Regions from separate parts of the Callithrix jacchus genome. Here region 1 is linked to region 2. The links are chromatin contacts, called in public Hi-C maps. All regions are on one chromosome and are shown on one strand. The core of a region is the stretch at or near the end of the contact, and the rest is flanking DNA. Distances in the headings are between cores, read along the strand shown. Region 1 overlaps LDLRAD3 (low density lipoprotein receptor class A domain containing 3). Region 2 holds the start of LDLRAD3 (low density lipoprotein receptor class A domain containing 3).

The links. Hi-C and Micro-C count contacts between places; a contact is called where the count stands out from the background.
Region 1: a Hi-C map of induced pluripotent stem cells shows a contact between it and region 2, with 1.8 times the contacts expected there. The contact joins the enhancer-like site here to the promoter of LDLRAD3 in region 2.

What each region holds. Positions count from the first base shown.
Region 1 is chr10:101,405,522-101,409,869 of calJac240_pri, forward strand. All of the region lies in intron 2 of LDLRAD3 (low density lipoprotein receptor class A domain containing 3), which reads left to right. Among named protein-coding and RNA genes, the nearest start is that of LDLRAD3, 110 kb to the left of the region's middle. Within about 2 kb of position 2,675, at least 2 of the 16 cell types and tissues checked have an H3K27ac peak or open chromatin away from gene starts, as enhancers often do.
Region 2 is chr10:101,300,960-101,305,331 of calJac240_pri, forward strand. It overlaps LDLRAD3 (low density lipoprotein receptor class A domain containing 3), which reads left to right and starts at 1,295. Exons shown (of 6, transcript XM_078340851.1): 1 at 1,295-1,524.

The sequences.
Region 1 (4,348 bases), core at 1,425-3,924, 110 kb after region 2:
CCAGCTCTGTACCAGGCTAGTCACTTCTCTTCTTGGAATCTTAGTTTCTTCATCAGGGAAATGGAAGCAGATAAAAAAGGGGCAGGGTGAGAATACATATTCTCACCTGGTGCCTGGTGCATAGTGAGCACTTAATATGATATGTCTTCCCCAGGGATGCATCATGCACTCTAAGGGAGAGCTTCCAGGGTTGTTAGAGAGTTTTTGATCTAGGCTCCTTCAAGTGTCAAAGATGAGCTGGATGATGTTCCATAGATTCTCTTTTCTAACAGGTGACAGTTCTGTTTCAGAAATACTGTGGATGTTCAGGTTGATAGCATGTTAGTCAAAATTAGCATCTCCCCTTCCCTGAACCATTTTTAGGAGATGGAATCCAGGGAGCTCGTGATAGTCTAGTTCTGAGGAGTGGGCTGGGGGACAGCCTAGGATGGGGAGCCCCACTCTAACTACAATGCTTTCAAGTTCCCGTTGACACCCCACCCCCTGCCCAAGAGGTGAGAAGAATCAGACTATCTACCTGGGGTCCTAGTGTCTTCTCCCTTGGAGCTGGGACAGAAGATCCAAGACTCTGGGTGGGAAGAACTTGAGTCAAGTGTATTGGGATAAGGCTTCCCAGACCCTAGAGAAAAACTGGGAGGAACTAATCCAATTCGGTATCTTCCAGGAGAAGAGTGACTGTTTCATTTTCTGAAGTCACGAAATCCCCAGTTCTTAGAAAGTTTGTTTCATTATTTAGTTAAGTCTCCTATCACATATCCCTGCTGGTGCCATTCTAATCCTATTCTGGTGGTGACAGGGAGAATTGGATGCCATCTGTGAGAATCCCACCAGGCCTCTTCCAGCTCCCGTGTTCCCTCCTAGGTGACAGCAGCTGTTGTTTGGGACCTGCCACTGCTTTCTTGGAAACTACCAATTTAAATGCCAAATTAAATACCAAATTAAATGCTAATATTAAACTACCAAAGTAAATGCCAGCTGAGAAGTGAGTGGCATGGAGTCGTCTTAAAGTCATCTTTTAAACCAGGTCTTTTGCACAAATACCATCTTGCTTCCATCTCCCCAGTCTTCTTCCTCACTTCCAGCGAGCTTAATTATCATCAGCACTGTGTGCTGCCTTTTCTCTGCCTGCAAGGGGAGAATCTTAATGAAATAGCTCTGAGCTGGGGGTGTCATGTTTCTGTGTTTCTGGAATGAGTGTGGCCAGGTTGCCTGGGCCCCTGTCATTCCAGCATTCTCTCGTTGCCAGGATTTGGCTGTAACTGCAAAATATAGTCAGTGGTAACAGGCTTGGTAATTGCTAATAAAATTTAAATGGCTGCAAAATCACAGAACATAAAAAAAAATTTTCTCCTGGCACATCCAGACAAATCTTGCTGATCCAATTTAGGGTGTGCAGTCTTTATTTTTATTTTTTAATTCAGACTTGCACTTTTATCTGTGACATAGCTAGTGTGCAATTGCCAAACAGCTTTTTAAAAAAATCATGAGGCAGATGAGAAAATAATAATTAAAAAAAAGAGGATGTAGTGTGTTCATATAATGCAGACACGTGACAAGGGAGCTTCTTTCACTAGTAACACTTGAATATTAGTTTTCTAAAGGTTTAGAGTGGGAGGAGATGGGGGTAGAGAATCTTTGAAGTCAAAAGGTAACTGCATACCCCTCTTTAGAAAGCATTTCAGAAACTTTCAGCTTTTGACTTGGTTAATGCCATGCTCTTTTCTCAGATCACTATAAGAGGAGTCACATAAAATGTAGGGAATGTCTTAGGGCCAAAAGGCCGTCGTGTCTCCTAGAATCAGTGATTGGAAAGTAAAGGACTTAGATAGGTTACATTGAAGGTATTCCATGTTCTATGGCACTGCAGAGCTTCAGGTTAATTTCAAATTAAAATACGGTCTCTGACTCCTGGAAAGCATCATTTGCATGTACCTGGGTTATTTGTTTCTGTCATCCATGACCTTCATTTTGGTGGGATAAGCGTGGAAAGGCAAAAAAAAAAAAAAAAAGTCAGTGTCTCAGATGCTCCATGGGATTTAAATATATAGGGTCTGAAGACCAAGATCTTGGCTCCTACTGTCTCTTTTTAAGTGAAGGATTGTTTGCTTCTCCTGCTCTTTTGGGATTTAGCAATAAAGCCTGTGATGTTTACTGACCTCTGAGAGGGAGATGAGGAGAATAGAGCCGAACATTTTGTTTATTTGGAAGAAGGAGGAAGAGAGTCCATCCTGTTGCCTGCTCGAATCACATAGAGAGTTAAGAGAGAGTGCTTCAAAGATGAATTGGACATTGTTGAAGGAGTAGGTGATGGTGGTAAGGAGGTTTCCATGATCCGTGTTTTCCCTTGGCTGTTTCGAATATTTTAGCCAATGACAGGTAAACTGTAGCAGGATCCTGCTGGTAGCTGTTCCTTTGTTCCCGAGCCTGTGCAAGCCCATCATCATCACTCTGCTGCACGTCCGTAGATGTTGTCCTGTTGAGCCCTGGGCAGTGCCTGCTTTTTGATGCTCAGACCACAGTCACACTGCTGTCAGTCCCCAGGCAGCAGAGCAGGCAGTCTGGTAGGCCACTAAGTGAAGCTGTCAGATGACAGGGAGCAGATGGCCCTGAACATGGTGGGTCTCTGCCACTTGTCTGACATTAAAATCCAAACTGGGGCTGTTCCCAGTTCCCTGGAATGGAGGCCACTGGCCAAACTGATGCTGTGAAGGGAAAGTTGACTGTAGTTCAGTGATGACAGTGCTGGCTGCCTTGATTCAAGGCCTGGCTGCTGCATCCTCTCCATTTCTTGTCACTGCTGCTGCTCAGAGCCTATACTGAGTGTCCCTTTAGATGGGTTTAGAGTTGAAGACCCCCTACTTTATTTCTCCATTTAATCTTCTCAGAGTGCCAATATCTCAGTCCATTCAAATACCACTAACTGGGTGGCTTACAAATAGCAGCACTTATTTCTCCCAGTTCTGGACGGCGCAGGGGAAGTCCAAGACCAAGGCACTGAAAGATTTGGTCTCTGGTGAGGGCTCATGTCCTGGTTTGTCTTCTTGCTGTTTCCTCATATGGTGTAAAGGATGCCTGAGCTCCCTTGGGCCCTTTTTTATAACGGCACTAATCTCATCTAACCACCTCCCAAGAGCCCCACTTCCTCATCCCCTCATATTGGAGACTAGGGCCTCAACAGAAGAATTTCAAGAGGACAAGAACATCCAGTCCATTGCAGGGTGGAAGAACTTTTATGGAAAAGGAAGGCCTAAATACAGCCTTGAGGGTAAAGAGACAAGAGGATGCTGCGTATTTAGGCCTGCCCCTGGTGATTCCTGCGGCTGGTGGGAAGGAAGAGGATAGATTCGGGGTGTCTAGAGAAGTGTGTGGTGGGTCAGGCAGGCAGGGCCACATAGGCCAAGGGAAGGAAGTAGCTGTGTGCTTAGTTGTCAACATGGTCAGAGCGTAGGCTCCAAAGTCAGACGAGTGGGTCAAATCATGCTCTACCTCTTCCTAGCTTTGTGATCCTGGACAAGTTACTTAACCTCTCTGCACCTCAGTTGCCACATCTGTAAAATGGGGTAGGAATAGTTCCTCTGTCACGGGCTGGTGAAGATTAAATGACTCTCTGTAAAGCTCTTAGAAAAACACCTGTGCTACAGTAAGCATTCAATTAAAGTTTGTTGCACTTCTTGACATTGTTTCGTGCTTTAAATTCTTCTGTGTAAAAGTCATGTAAAATTCTTTTAAAAGTCATTTAAATTCTTCTGTGTAAAAGAGTTGTAAATGCTTGCCTGCCACCATCTGACAGTCACCAGACTAACCATAATGACACAACTTCCCAATGTTCTGAACGAATAAAGGGGTACTGGTGTTATCTTGGTGGCTCAGCATGGTGCTGCCAAACAAAAAGAGAGAAAAGGAAAAGAAAAATGAAATGAACTAAGTTTTGAGTTATCTCTTGAATAACCACAAAATAAAGGGCTAAGCTCTTTGCCACCTCGGGCTCCTGGGCTCTTAGGGACAGTGCCCAACCAGTGCTTTCTAAAGTGTGCTTGATGGGTCACCTGACTCACTTGTTAATGTAGATGTGGGGGCACCTCAAAATCTGCTGGAATAGAATTCTTAGAAAGCAGAGCAGAGCCCAGGTATCTGGATCTGAATGAGCAGCCCAGGAGAGTCTGGTGCTCACTCTGTTTTGAAACTCGTCTGTCCTAGGAATAGGCTAAGTCTCAATGAGTGAGGAAGTTGGACAGATCTTACATTGACAGCCTCTGGGTTGAGGGGACGTCTGGCAGAGTATCCCTTCTGCTAAGGCCAGGCAGACACACTGTAGTTAGTAAGTAGCCTCAAAAGCAAACTGTTTTGA
Region 2 (4,372 bases), core at 45-2,544:
CGAGGTCAAGAGATCGAGACCATCCTGGTCAACATGGTGAAACTCCTGTCTCTATTAAAAATACAAAAAATTAGCTGGGCATGGTGGTGCGTGCCCGTAATCCCAGCTACTCAGGAGGCTGAGGCAGGAGAATTGCCTGAACCCAGGAGGCAGAGGTTGCGGTGAGCCGAAATGGCGCCATTGCACTCCAGCCTGGGTAACAAGAGCGAAACTCCGTCTCAAAAGAAAAAAAAATATCCATCGATCCCAGGATAAAAACCCTAATGCCGTATTATTTAGATAATTTATTTATATTTTCCATATGTACTACGAACTATGGAACTTGCTAAACTTTCCTCCAATACATCACATTTTTCTCATTATCTTGAACGATGATTGGTATTTTAAAATTTTGACCTGATTCATTTTAGCCTTTATGTTTCCAGACTACAGCAGGCAATTACAAAGTAAAGTAGTTGAATCTTAACACCCTTGAGATGGTCTCCAAAGCATCCCAAATCCGATGCAGGCATCCCTTTTATAACTGCCTCTGCACCCATGCCTTTCCCTTTCCTTCAGTCAGCTTCAGTTTGTATAAAGCAAACTTGCCTCGTTTGAGGGGTGGATTTTAGGGATGCAGTTCTAGTGTTTTGACAAATGTATACAGTTGTGAAACTACCATGATAATCAAGATTAGAACAGTGGCACTGCCCCCAAAAGTTTTCAGTTGTTCATCCATTTATCAGTTGATGGACAGTTGAGTTGTTTTCAGTTTTTGGCAATGATTTGTATCAGTCTTTTGCTTTTGCTTTTCTTGTTGGGGGGGGATTGGGGAGAGTGGAGCACAAAAGTGTCATCCCATTCTTTCACCATCTAAGTCCTTCGGGGCTTTTCACCAGTGCTCTCTGGAAGCAACTGCATTGGTGCAGCTATATTTTTGAATTTGGGTATCTGCCTTTCGTTACTTTCCCCCCCTCCCGAATTGGGTTTCAAACGTTCAACTGGTCAAGGTGGACACTATGCAGACGAAATGACTCACGTGGTCCAGGTGTGTGCATGGAAGGTGTCAGCTGCTCTTACCTGTGGCTCCTGGATCATCCGCTTTGGAATCAGCCCCAATGTTGTTAAAAACGCAGAATCTCAGGCTGCACGCCAGATCTACTGAATCAGAGTCAGTATTTTAACAAGACCGTCAAGTGTGCCGGATGCATATTAAACTTTGAGAAGCACTGGTATTCCACACTTGCTACTAAAAATATACTACAATTTTCTCATAAGATTTAGCCCTTTATTTTAACGTTTTCTTTCTCTCTCTGGAGTAAATTCATTTTGTAGTCGAGTAAAGAACTCAAGTTTGGGTCTGAGCGCTGCATCCTCGCTGGATGTGGAAGCAAAGGCAGAAATGAGAGGGACAAAAGGAGGCAGAGAACAGAGCCCAGGCTGTTAGGCTATCCTCGCGGCCAGACCCGGGAGGCGATGAGAGACCGAAAGAAAGGCTGGACCCTCCGCCCCGCTCGGCGGCCCCTCGGAGCCAGGACACTCAGGGTAGGATGCGGGCGGCCACGCGCAACCCAGGCGCTGGTAAAACTTAGCGAAGCCGGGGCCGGGCCGGGGGCCGGAGGACGGGCGCGCCGGAGGAGGGACGGGCGAGGGGGCGGGGCCGGCGCGGCGAGGGGCGGGGTCAGCGCCGAGGCCGCGGGGGCAGCAGCGGCGCCGGGCAGCGGGAGCGGCGGCCGCGCCATGTGGCTGCTGGGGCCGCTGTGCCTGCTGCTGAGCAGCGCCGCGGGTGAGTCGGGGGGCGACCGGCGAACTTCCCGCGGGGCGCGGGGCGCGGGGTGCGGGGCGCGGCTGTCGGGTGCCTTCGCGTCCCCTCCCGGGTGCGGGCCGCTCTCCGGGCGTGGGTGTGCGCGGAGGGCGGACCCCGGCGCCGGGCTGGCCGGGACCCTGCCGAGGGGCCGCCGCGGGGTGCGCGCCGTCCTATTGTGTGGGCGTGCGCGCCGGGTCGTGTTGTGCTGCGCGCGCGGGCGGGGCTCTGTGTGCAGCGGGGGTCTGGGGAGCCCGGCGGCTGCCCCGATTGGGCGTAGCTTGAGTGTGGCTGTGTGTGTGAGGAACGGAGGCGGGTGAGGAGAGAAGTCTTCCCTGATCTGCTCTTCCCACTCTTCCCAGACGCCCGGGCGCGGGCGGCTGCGTTAGCTTCCTCGGGGCCTCTTCCTGAGTCTGGCGTGCACTCCGCGCCTCAGTTTCCCCACCTGCCCGGAGGAAGGAGTAGCAAAACCGCTTCCTTTTATTCCTCTCTGGGACTGTTTGGTTTGGGTAAAGTGAGTTGCAGCAGGGCCAGACCTGGGAATTGCTCATTTTTCCCACTGATCCTGGGAACGGAAGCTTCATTTAAGATGTCTGACCACCCTCACTTGCCCAGCGATGGGCGCCCTGACTGGCGAGGGGCGCTGGGAGAGGACATGGAGCTTCATCCGGCAGCCCTTTGAACCTGGCATCACCACCACGTGTGCATCCCGGGGCCTGGACCGCAGCAAGCCTCCTTCCCTTCCAGACAGCGTGCCGTTCCCAGGAACTTTTCTGCTGATGTGGGCACGCTCCGAATTCCGGCCTGGGAGCCCTTCCTCCTCTGCCCCTGCCCGCTCTCCACAGCTGTCAGCTGTCCCTCCTGTTCTGGGCCCGCCCTTGGCCCCTTGATGTTTATTTCTGGGCATCTGATGCCCAGAATGTGGGTGACAGGGCCCAGTGAACTTTTTTCTGTAGACTCTTGCCTGCCTGGCATTTGTGCCATCCACATGTCTAATAGATGCCCGGTTTTGCCAAGTGCTTCTAGCAACTTGCCTGTCGAGGTATCTTTGGTGATGTGTGGGTTTGCTAAGTTGAGGGTCATTTCATTCTGAGTTGTCCCATGGAGATATGAATGCGTTAAAGGGAAATCTCCCCTCTTCCTTGATGTTCCTGGTCCTGGGCATCCTCACAGCCCACTGGGCAGCCTTTACTGCTCTCAGACCCATGATGTCATCTCCACACTTCTGACACTCCATTTAGATGCTTGTAGGTTTGCTGGGCTTCCAGGGAGGGGTGAGGCGTTCTGGTGGCTGCTGTAGATTTTTAACCAGGTCTGGGTGAGAGTGCCCTATTAGGCCAGCTGGGGAGAGAGTTCCCACAGGACATTGGGCAGCCAGGAGCAGATGTGGATGGTTTGGAGGCTGTTACAGCAGGTCGATTTCCAGGATGTCTGCAGACATGAAGACCTGTTTGGATTCACAAATTCAATTTGTGTAGCTGTGGTATGTCCTCTGATAGCACCTGAGAAGGACAGAATGGAAGCTGGCTCTTGTGTGTGTCCTGGGAGAGCCACTGTGGCCAAATGGAAACTGCTATTTATTGCATCTCCCAGTTGCTACTGGGTTACTTTGAGTTGAGTTTCTATCTCTGCAAAAATAGTTGCAAAGTTAATATTGTCCCTCTCTGGTCAGCTATTTAATGTGTATGTACATCTAAAATAGGGCTAAAATAAATAAAATGGTTATAGTGGGGAGCAGAGGGGTGGGGGATGAAGAGCCCAACTGTCCCTAGTGGGTTTTCTGTGGGTCAAGTTGGTTCCCAACATTTTCCATTATTTGTGGGCTTTGAATTACCTTTTCAGTTGCTGCCTTAGAAACCTCAAGGCAGGTTGGAGTGTACTCATCTTTTATGTTACATTAAGCATCATCTTTTTAGCATGGATTCCAAGTGTTGCCAGAAACAGGGCTGGTCATTTTTAGAATGTCAACCAGATGCCTCTGGTCTCCCAGCCCATAAGAAAAGCCTGTTTTGTAGAGCCAGCCGTGGTGGTTCACGTCTGTAATCCCAGCACTTTGGGTGGCTGAGGCAGCCAGATTATATGAGGTCAGGAGTTTAAGACCAGCCTGACTAACATGGAGAAGTCCTGTATCTACTAAAAATACAAAAAAAAATTAGCTGGGCGTAGTAGTGCGCGCCTGTAGTCCCAGCTACTCAGGAGGCTGAGGCAGGAGAATTGCTTGAACCCGGGAGGTGGAGGTTGCAGTGAGCCGAGGTCGCACTGCTACACTCCAGCCTGGTTCCTGGTGATGGAGTGAGGCTCTGTCTCAAAAAAAAAAACCCAAAAAACAAAAAAAATTAGCCAGGTATAGTGACACACACCTGTAATCCCAGCTACTCCGGAGGCTGAGGCAGGAGAATTGCTTGAACCCAGGAGGCGGAGGTTGCGGTGAGCCAAGATCATGCCACTGCACTCCAGCCTGGGCAAGAAGAGCCAGACTCTGTCGCAGAACAAACAAACAAATGAACAACAACAACAACAACAACAAAAAACCAAGAAAGAGAAAAGCCTGTTTTGTTCAGTTTGGGTTTCATAGACAGACCAGAGACC